Linked DNA regions of Gossypium hirsutum: all the other regions are linked to region 1. A link is a contact called in public Hi-C data. All regions are on one chromosome and are shown on one strand. Each heading gives the region's core, a stretch centred on a gene start, on an enhancer-like site or on the middle of the called end of the contact. The rest is flanking DNA. Distances are from core to core; before and after follow the strand shown. Region 1 holds the start of LOC107936401. Region 2 holds the start of LOC107936532 (protein PHYLLO, chloroplastic). Region 3 holds the start of LOC107936302 (protein BIG GRAIN 1-like E).

Region 1 (2,709 bases), core at 173-2,672:
TTCAGGAAAGCGAATTCAGTCATCTTGCTTGGGGATTAGTTATTTAAGAGGAAGAATTACTTGCTGTCAAAAGAAATGAAAATGAAACCTAAATTAGTTGCTTACATATTAAATCACATAGGTAGATTCAAATGATCCAATGCATTTTCTAGACTATTTTACTAATCAAATCCCAATCACTTGAATTACGTGCAAATGCATATGATAAACAGAAAACAATTGATATCACCACCGTTAACTATAGAATATAGAAATGGTTGTGGTACATGTGAAACTGTTAATTCAGTACTATATTTTATGGTATTTTTTAACCCTCCATGTTTTGAGATCCCCAATCCCGATGCATTTGCAATGTAAACAACCCTTCTTTTTTGTATTTCTTCTACTCAAAATAAATACTTCAATATCTTTTAGCCGATTGGAACAAATTTAAAGACTTTAAATTTTCTTGGCTGCCTAAGGATATGGTGAACCAGTGAGATAATGACGCGTAATAGAAACAAAAATAAGTTGGGGGATCCAAAATGTACCTAATTGTACCTCCACATCCTGAAATCCGTTGCCACCTATTTTTAGCCTTTTCCACCATCTTACATACGTCACCATCACAAGATGGATACACGCGTCTCTTATAAAATCCTCACACAAGAAAGGAAATGTCTTTACGGTGGGCTCTTGTAAACACAAGCACAGCTTTTGGGGTTGATATAAGTTGGCATCAATTAATACAAACCCAAAAGACATTAAATTCTTTTATCAAACTAACTTAAAATTAGAACTAAAATCACACATTTTCAACATAGTTTGTCCACAGTTAGTGGCTTGCCCAGCCTAACAACCATTTTTCATAATAATTAATTACGGTATAATAAATTTAGCATTCAAAACTTTTACATTTTCAAAATTTTTATTTTAATTTAACCTACAATATTTATATAAATGCGTAAATATAAAAAGACTAAATTTTTTAATTTCTTTTTAGAAAAAGACTAAATTAATAAAATATGTAAATATTGATACTAATTTTATTATTATATCAATTAAAATTATGTACAATTGACATAAGACATTAACATAAATTAATTACCCTTAGTTACTTACTTTTAAAAAAAACGACAGATTAAATTGCTCCGATCTTGTTAAGAAAAATTAATTTGCTCAATTTCAAAATTGAGATAGATTAAACAAGTTTTTTATGAAAGCTTTTTGTTTTTAAGTTGATTAGAAATATTTTGAATTTAAATTAAATAATTTGTATTTAAATTTAATTATTAAAATATAATATTAATATAAAATATTTTTTATTTTTTTAATAAAATAAACTTAAATTTTTTGGAATTAGATTTCCACCCAGTGCATGGATACCTCTATTCACAAGTCAAGATGTTATTTTTAAAGAAACTTAACACGTGTGAACGAAATCATCGTCATCTTCATCATATCTTCACTGGTTTCGCATACACGTTAAAACTTCCCCTTTCTTTTTGCTTTACTTTCTCAGCCGGCTTTTTATTTTACAACTGATTACAGAAGATTTCATTTCTCCGGCGAAAAACAAGACAAACAAAATTGTTTTGAATTAAAAGAACAGAGCTGAGATTTCCGACACCTTTGTCGGCTTCGACAAATCAAAAAAAAAAAGTCAAAAGGAAAGGGAAAAAAGGGAAAAAATTGTTTTGGGGGCTTTCTTTTTCTTGTTTACTTCTTCTTGATGTTGTTGCTGTTTGGTTGGAAGGAAAATGTTAATTTCTTTTTTTAAAATTTCTGAGAAACTGATCAGGTAAAGTGGCGTTCTCTGTGTGGTTAAACATAGTTCTAAAATAGGTTGGGGATAATTAATGCTAAAACTGAGTCTAATAAATAAAAGGCTTGTCGTGGGTGGTTCTCTCTCAAAAACCCAAAAATAAATAATCAGGGAAAACAAATAGAGCCGTTTGTTTGGTTTGCTATGGCCATTAATAGCACATAGAAGTAGAGATTTTGGACTTTTGACCCTTTTTATTTCGATGTTTTTTTTTTGGATAATTACAAGAACTCTCTCATTTCCTTAATAATCTCTGTTTTCTTTCTTTCATCTGTTGTGAAAATCCCTCTTAAAACACCCAAAGCTGGGGTTTAGAGCTTTGTTTTTTAAGCTTCTTTATTCCTATTATTTACTTTGTTTCCTTTAGAGCTATCCCAAACTCCAAAGACTCTTCCTCACCCTTAAGGTCCCTTTGTTTCATGTACAACCTTGTTTATGTTTTCACTTGGCTTTTGCAGTGAAGATTGGTGGAAGTTCCAGCACTGAATCAACAGAGAAGAACCAAAAAGAAGGAGGTACTGTAAAACTATAATTTAGCTTAGTAATTTTAATAACTCTGTTATCTTTTAGTATGATTGTGTTTCTCTTTTCATGGTTTTTTGTATTTGTTGGGATCTGCTTCACATCTTTGATATTCTCTCCTTTTGGTTTTTACGTCTTTGCTTTCTTGAGTTTGAGAGTTATATAAAATATGGGATGTTTGTTATAAAAATAATTATAATATGTTAGATCTGGTTAGAGCTAGAAAACAGAACATCTTGCGGCATTGTTGTAAAAAAAAGGTTTCATTTTTTAGGGTTTTAAAATCAGTTAAAAGCTTTTGAGTTATAATTTAGTGGTTGTAAGTTCATATAAGCTTTTCAAAAAGTTTTTTTTAAACCCTCTCTTGTCTTTTTGTTTATTGA
Region 2 (2,700 bases), core at 189-2,688, 270 kb after region 1:
ATCTTGTCATAAAGCAATAAGCTAAAACTAGGGGCAATACCATTTACTAGCAAAACTAACAAAGAATCAAAAGGCACCTCGAGAGAATCATTTGATTCACATGGATATCAAGAATATTAACTCAAATTTTGTAGGAAAGCATGTTTACTACCCAAAAAAGTTAACAAGTAAAAAAAGAGGAAACACATGTACAAGAAAGAATGGCATTAACCTCTTGGTTGAACTTAGCCCTCCAGGGATACAAATAGAGCTTGTAAAGGAAATAGCAGCTCCAATTCCAAAAACACCACGAACTTTGTTCAAGTATAATGATTTACATGTTGGGCTGATTGTCTCCTTAGAAAGAAAAAACATAGGAAAAACAGCCGAAGATTCTGGTTGAGAGCAAAACCAATTTAAAGCTTTTGCACTTGGGGGCACAGCAACCTGCAAAGACAACAGTAACATTGCATTGACTCTAAAAAACGAATCAAAACAAATAAATTAATTAACAATGTAATTTTCAAAATTTATTTTCTTCATATCCTGAAGTATAAAACACTTCAACTATATAAGTACTAATTTACTTACATATATACTAATATCAAACAAATCTACAACCATAAATTTATCTAGAAGATACATCATGATTCATGAATAAAGTTTCATTTCTCATTGGAAACCACCTTGAGATCTGATTTTAAAAATTGGAACTTTAAATGAACAGGATCACATTGTACTTCCAGAACCATCATGAATTAGAATTATTCTAAAAAGGGAACATGATGTCCATACATTCATAACTCGAAAAAGAGCAGCAACACCATACTATCCTATACTGCATGTAAGTAAAATCTTGTGTGTTGTGTGTGCGCTATACCTGAAATCTCAAAACTCCACTAGAAGCACAAGGAGGATTAAACTTCAACTCTTCTACAGCCTGTTTAATACTCTGGAGACCATGCTCAAGTGTCAAAGCAGGTGGCAAAGTGCGAGTGATGCAGGTCTCCACCACTAAATCATCATCTTCCAAACCAGTAGCATCCTTTACGGAACCATGAAACCTCGCCCCATTGACCATCTAAAAAAATCCCAACAACAAGAAACCATCACAACCCGTTTATTGACCAACTATAAGTTAGAAGAATATTAAAAAAAGAAAAGGGTAAAACACCTTAAGATTGCAGGAGACGAAATCATTTTTTAGTGGACGTCCTGGAAATGGGATTGCTTTTTTGGCGCAAAAAACATGGTTTTTAAGGTGCGGTTTTGGTGTTAATGCAAAAAATGGCAGGGAAATGTCTCTTTGTAATAACATCTGAGAATTTTGGAGATTTTTTTAAGCAGAGAAGAAAGAAACGTTTTCAATGGAGTTAAATTTAGAAGATAAAACGAGACGGATAGATAAGGAAAACTGATTGCCTCGGCTTGGCTTGGCTACATGGCGGAGCTGGGCCGTTTTCGGGCTTCTCTAGGAAGCTTAATTGTTGTTTAGTCTGAAGAACTTGGAAAATAGACTTGTGAGTCGGTCCGACACCGGACTTAATAAAAAAAAAGTGAAGTCCAAGAAGTGTCACTCAACTTTGTAGTTGTTTCTATTTTGTTCTCCATTTTTTTTAATCAGCCTTCTATTAGTTTTCTATTAGAAGTCTAAGTAGGGTTTAGTTCATTCACCTTTACAAATTTTATTAACTTAATCTTAAATCTAAAATTTTAATAAATTTAGCCCTTAATATTTACAAGATTTGTCATTTTAGTTCTATTTATAAAATATTTAAAAATCTTAATATTTTAAAAAGTAAAAGTAAATGTATTTTTAAGATTTTTGTATCCAGTATGATTTTCAATAGTATATTTCACTTTGTTCTTTCTTTTAATAAATTGACGAAGTTGGAAATATCTAATGCTATCACCTTAACCTACAATCTCTCTCCAATACTTGAGCTAAGAATGATAAAGATGCAAGAACACCAGAGCTTGAAACTAGTACTATCCCTGTAACAAAGAGTAAGGGGATCAGAGTTGGGGTCGTCAATTCAATCATTTTTTGGGGTTTATGAATTTCTTAATTTTAGGCTTCTTTATGAGTTTTGATTAGGCATTTGAGATGAATAATGTAGAAAAAGAAAAAGGGACGAAGTCAAAACAGATTGAATTAAAAAAAAGCTTTAATTTAATTACTAATGAGAAAATGTGTAATGACCCAAAATTCAAATGTGTTGGAAATGGTGATTTCGAAATCCCATTTTCGATCCATAAATATTAAGTATTATGAGGTTACTATGAATTTTAATTAAAGTTTGGCTCTTTAATTTTGTTAATTGGATAGTTAGTTAAGGTACAAGTGTTTCAACCTTAGAGTCAGTGGTATTGGAAAAGGAGGTATCAGGACCTCGTTTTCATAAACCGGGCCCCGTGAATGTTTATATTAAATAATTTCGAAATTATATTATAAGTGAATTGAATTTTAGATAGTCAATTTTGTTGAATTAGTGTTTAATTAAGGTTCAATGACTAAATTGTAAAAATAGTAAAAGGTTAATTGCTAAAGAATCTTTAATTAGAAAATGAACAAGGGAATTAAGTGGCAATTAAACCACTTTGCTAATAATGATGGTGGATGGATTAGTGATGATTAATAGTATAAAACTTAATTAATTAAATAAAACATAAAATAAAAAAAAAGTGGTGGAAAGAAAGAGAAAACATTTTCTCTTCTTC
Region 3 (2,700 bases), core at 104-2,603, 290 kb before region 1:
TCATCAGTGGCAACATTTTCTAAAGCTGTTGGTTTTATCTGTCCAATGTTGTTCTTGGACAGAGATAAAACCTCTCTATGATCCGAATAGCTTCTAAACTCCCTGTAGCTTTTCGTAGGAGTATGTGCATAAGGAGGCGGCGTCCTGAAACCAGAGCTTGAGGCAGAATAAAGCGACTTCGTTTCAGCTGTACTAGAGCTACGAAAATGGCTAATACTGCTCCTCCTTTTCCTTCTCCCACTAGGACTCTCTTCTTCACCTTTCATGGACTGTGTGGTTGATTTTGATTTCTTCTTCTTGGAACCTGTTTGATTGAAAAGAGAGTTCAAGAAGCTAGCAAGTCTTCCACCAGGAGAGCTTGGCTGCTTGTATTTCTTATCCTTAATTTGCTTGTCCACCACATGAACTTGCTGGGGAAGAGGGTTCCTCATGGGTACATCCAAGCTGACCCTACCTCCCCTCCATGGCTGCCTCTCTTCCCGCATGATTTTCTGAGTGAATGTCGCACAGTTATAGCTAGATGCTTCATTGTACCCCGAGAAATACCGTGCAGCTTCGAATACATCGAGCTCACCGGAGTCATTCCTTCGATGGAATGACTTCTTCAACATTCTGTCAGTGTCTGAAACTCCTGTTACAGACATGGTAGGCTTCTTCAATGGAGAGATGGATGATGGAAGTGGTGAGATTGTATAGAGAGGCAAAGTGTTTGAAATGATTAAGAATTGAGAGTAGTGAGAAGGGATAGCTTTAAAATATGTTGGTAATAACAATGAATTGGACTGTCTAATAATATAATATGATGAAGAGTGAATTTGGAGGTTTTTGAACGAGACCCCACATTTGATGTTCTTTAGTTTTAATACAAGTGAAGTGGGGTAGAAGGGAAACAAGCTTCTTTTTTTTATCCTTCTCATACTGTGAAAACCAGAGCTAGTGTTCTGGATAGTGGGGGGCAAAGAATTGGTGTTTCCTTGGATTCTAGGGACTTTACTCTGTTTTAGTGGGAACTGGCTTTTTTGAGTGGTTGTTGGCCATGGTTCCATGTCGCCTACTTGGGGAAAACTGTAAACTTACTAACCCTATCTGTATACCATTACAACTTTAACAGGGTTATAGAATTTGGCAGATCCCAACTTTTCTCCTACAGAAGTCCACTTGAAGAGATTGGATATCAACTCAGTTAAATCCGATTTCAAACTGCCGAGTTCTTTCATTATTAGGAGCTTGCTAAGTCACCTTCGGCTGAACAATGGCCCACAAACATCTGGCTGCCCCCTCTTTGGGGCAGCTCTGGGGCTTATTGAACCTTCGAGCTGCTCGAGCTAGCAACAAAATTTACTAGTTTACTATCTATGATTGATTGGGAGTGAACTCCAATAGAAATCTTGGGTCAGTGAATATTCATTATAGTGTATATATAATTTGGCCTGTATATTAAAACAAAATCCTCATTTCATCCAGTTGGGGGCATCCAGCATGTGCATGTGTGGGTTGTATATATAAAGCCAAGACTCACGTGTGATATAAATGGCGAATCGGAAGGCAGCACGTTGCTTTTCATGATATTACATTTTCAGCTTTTGATGGATCTACTTATAAGATCCACCATAGGCCAAGATTTTGAGTTTGATGATCATGACAGTTGCATCTAGATCACTAGGGTCTTTCTCTCTCTCTCTCTAGTCAATTTATGGCTATGCATTTTAATGATGTTGGAAAAAAAAATCAACATGCAGTGGTCCTTCCAATTCCTTCTTCTAACACGAATGCAGCAGAATCAACCTCAACCTTTGGGGCTGTGAGTTAGAGGAGACTCTTCACTGTCTTTGTCTTGAGCAAATCCATGCACGATCTTGTAGGGCTTACCTTTTGATAACTTTAGACACCAAATTTTTGTGAGTAAAATACTCGATTTAGTGCATTTACATAATTTTCTATATAAATTAAATGAATGATTAATAAATTTATACGTGAATTCAAATATATAAATGGTGATTTGTACATGTATTCGTATGATTTATTGAATAGTTTTTGGTTAAAGATCAAATCATGATCATTAACTTGAATATAAACACATTCTAAATCTCCCATTATGATAAGCGAAGGGTTCGGTAGTGTCTTCATCCCCTTAGGCTGAAGTTTCTTATGATATCTTGTATGGACTCATGTTTGATGTCGGGTAGCTTTCTTTAGTTATGCACCATGCATTCCTAAAGTTATCTTGCCTGGTCATGGTTGTTTAGTGAGTCCCATCTCATCTTACCCTTAATGCCTTTTATTTTCCCCCATTTTTAAAGTTCTTTTGTTGTATAGTGTAGCCTAAACGAAGGGATTTTTTCCCAAGTTAATAATGAAGTTGTAAAGCTAATGAATAGGTAGCCCTTTTGTCTAGATATTGCGAGGACTTTAATCCAACACTGTTTGAGCCGATTTTATCTTACCTTTACAGCCCATCCAAGGTCCTTGTTGAGGGAACAAAGGCCCAATGCAAGACCCCACAAAAACCAAAATATTGTCTTTTATTTTATGCAAGACAGTGGAAGGAATTTTGATCCCCAATTGTCCCAGAGTCTATACTGCTAGCATGCAATGCCTTTATATTGGCCATAAATCTTATTGCCAGTATCCAATGGGATACTCTCAAACTCAATCCCAATCTTATTTGGAGTCATCAAACACATGGCAGCTTTATCTAAG

Evidence for each region. A called contact is a pair of places that touch in the nucleus more often than the background predicts.
Region 2: a contact with region 1 is called in a Hi-C map of leaf, with 1.9 times the contacts expected there. The contact joins the promoter of LOC107936532 here to the promoter of LOC107936401 in region 1. A contact is called at or near these places in 2 of 34 Hi-C or Micro-C datasets (callus and leaf).
Region 3: a Hi-C map of leaf shows a contact between it and region 1, with 1.9 times the contacts expected there. The contact joins the promoter of LOC107936302 here to the promoter of LOC107936401 in region 1. A contact is called at or near these places in 2 of 34 Hi-C or Micro-C datasets (hypocotyl and leaf).

Annotation. Positions count from the first base shown.
Region 1 is chrD02:47,483,925-47,486,633 of Gossypium_hirsutum_v2.1, forward strand. It overlaps LOC107936401, which reads left to right and starts at 1,423. Exons shown (of 6, transcript XM_016869126.2): 1 at 1,423-1,780; 2 at 2,263-2,319.
Region 2 is chrD02:47,752,679-47,755,378 of Gossypium_hirsutum_v2.1, forward strand. LOC107936532 (protein PHYLLO, chloroplastic) reads right to left here and starts at 1,439. Exons shown (of 27, transcript XM_041088618.1): 1 at 1,154-1,439; 2 at 860-1,060; 3 at 212-426. The coding sequence starts at 1,297.
Region 3 is chrD02:47,194,092-47,196,791 of Gossypium_hirsutum_v2.1, forward strand. LOC107936302 (protein BIG GRAIN 1-like E) reads right to left here and starts at 1,354. Exons shown (of 1, transcript XM_016868999.2): 1 at 1-1,354. The coding sequence starts at 1,046.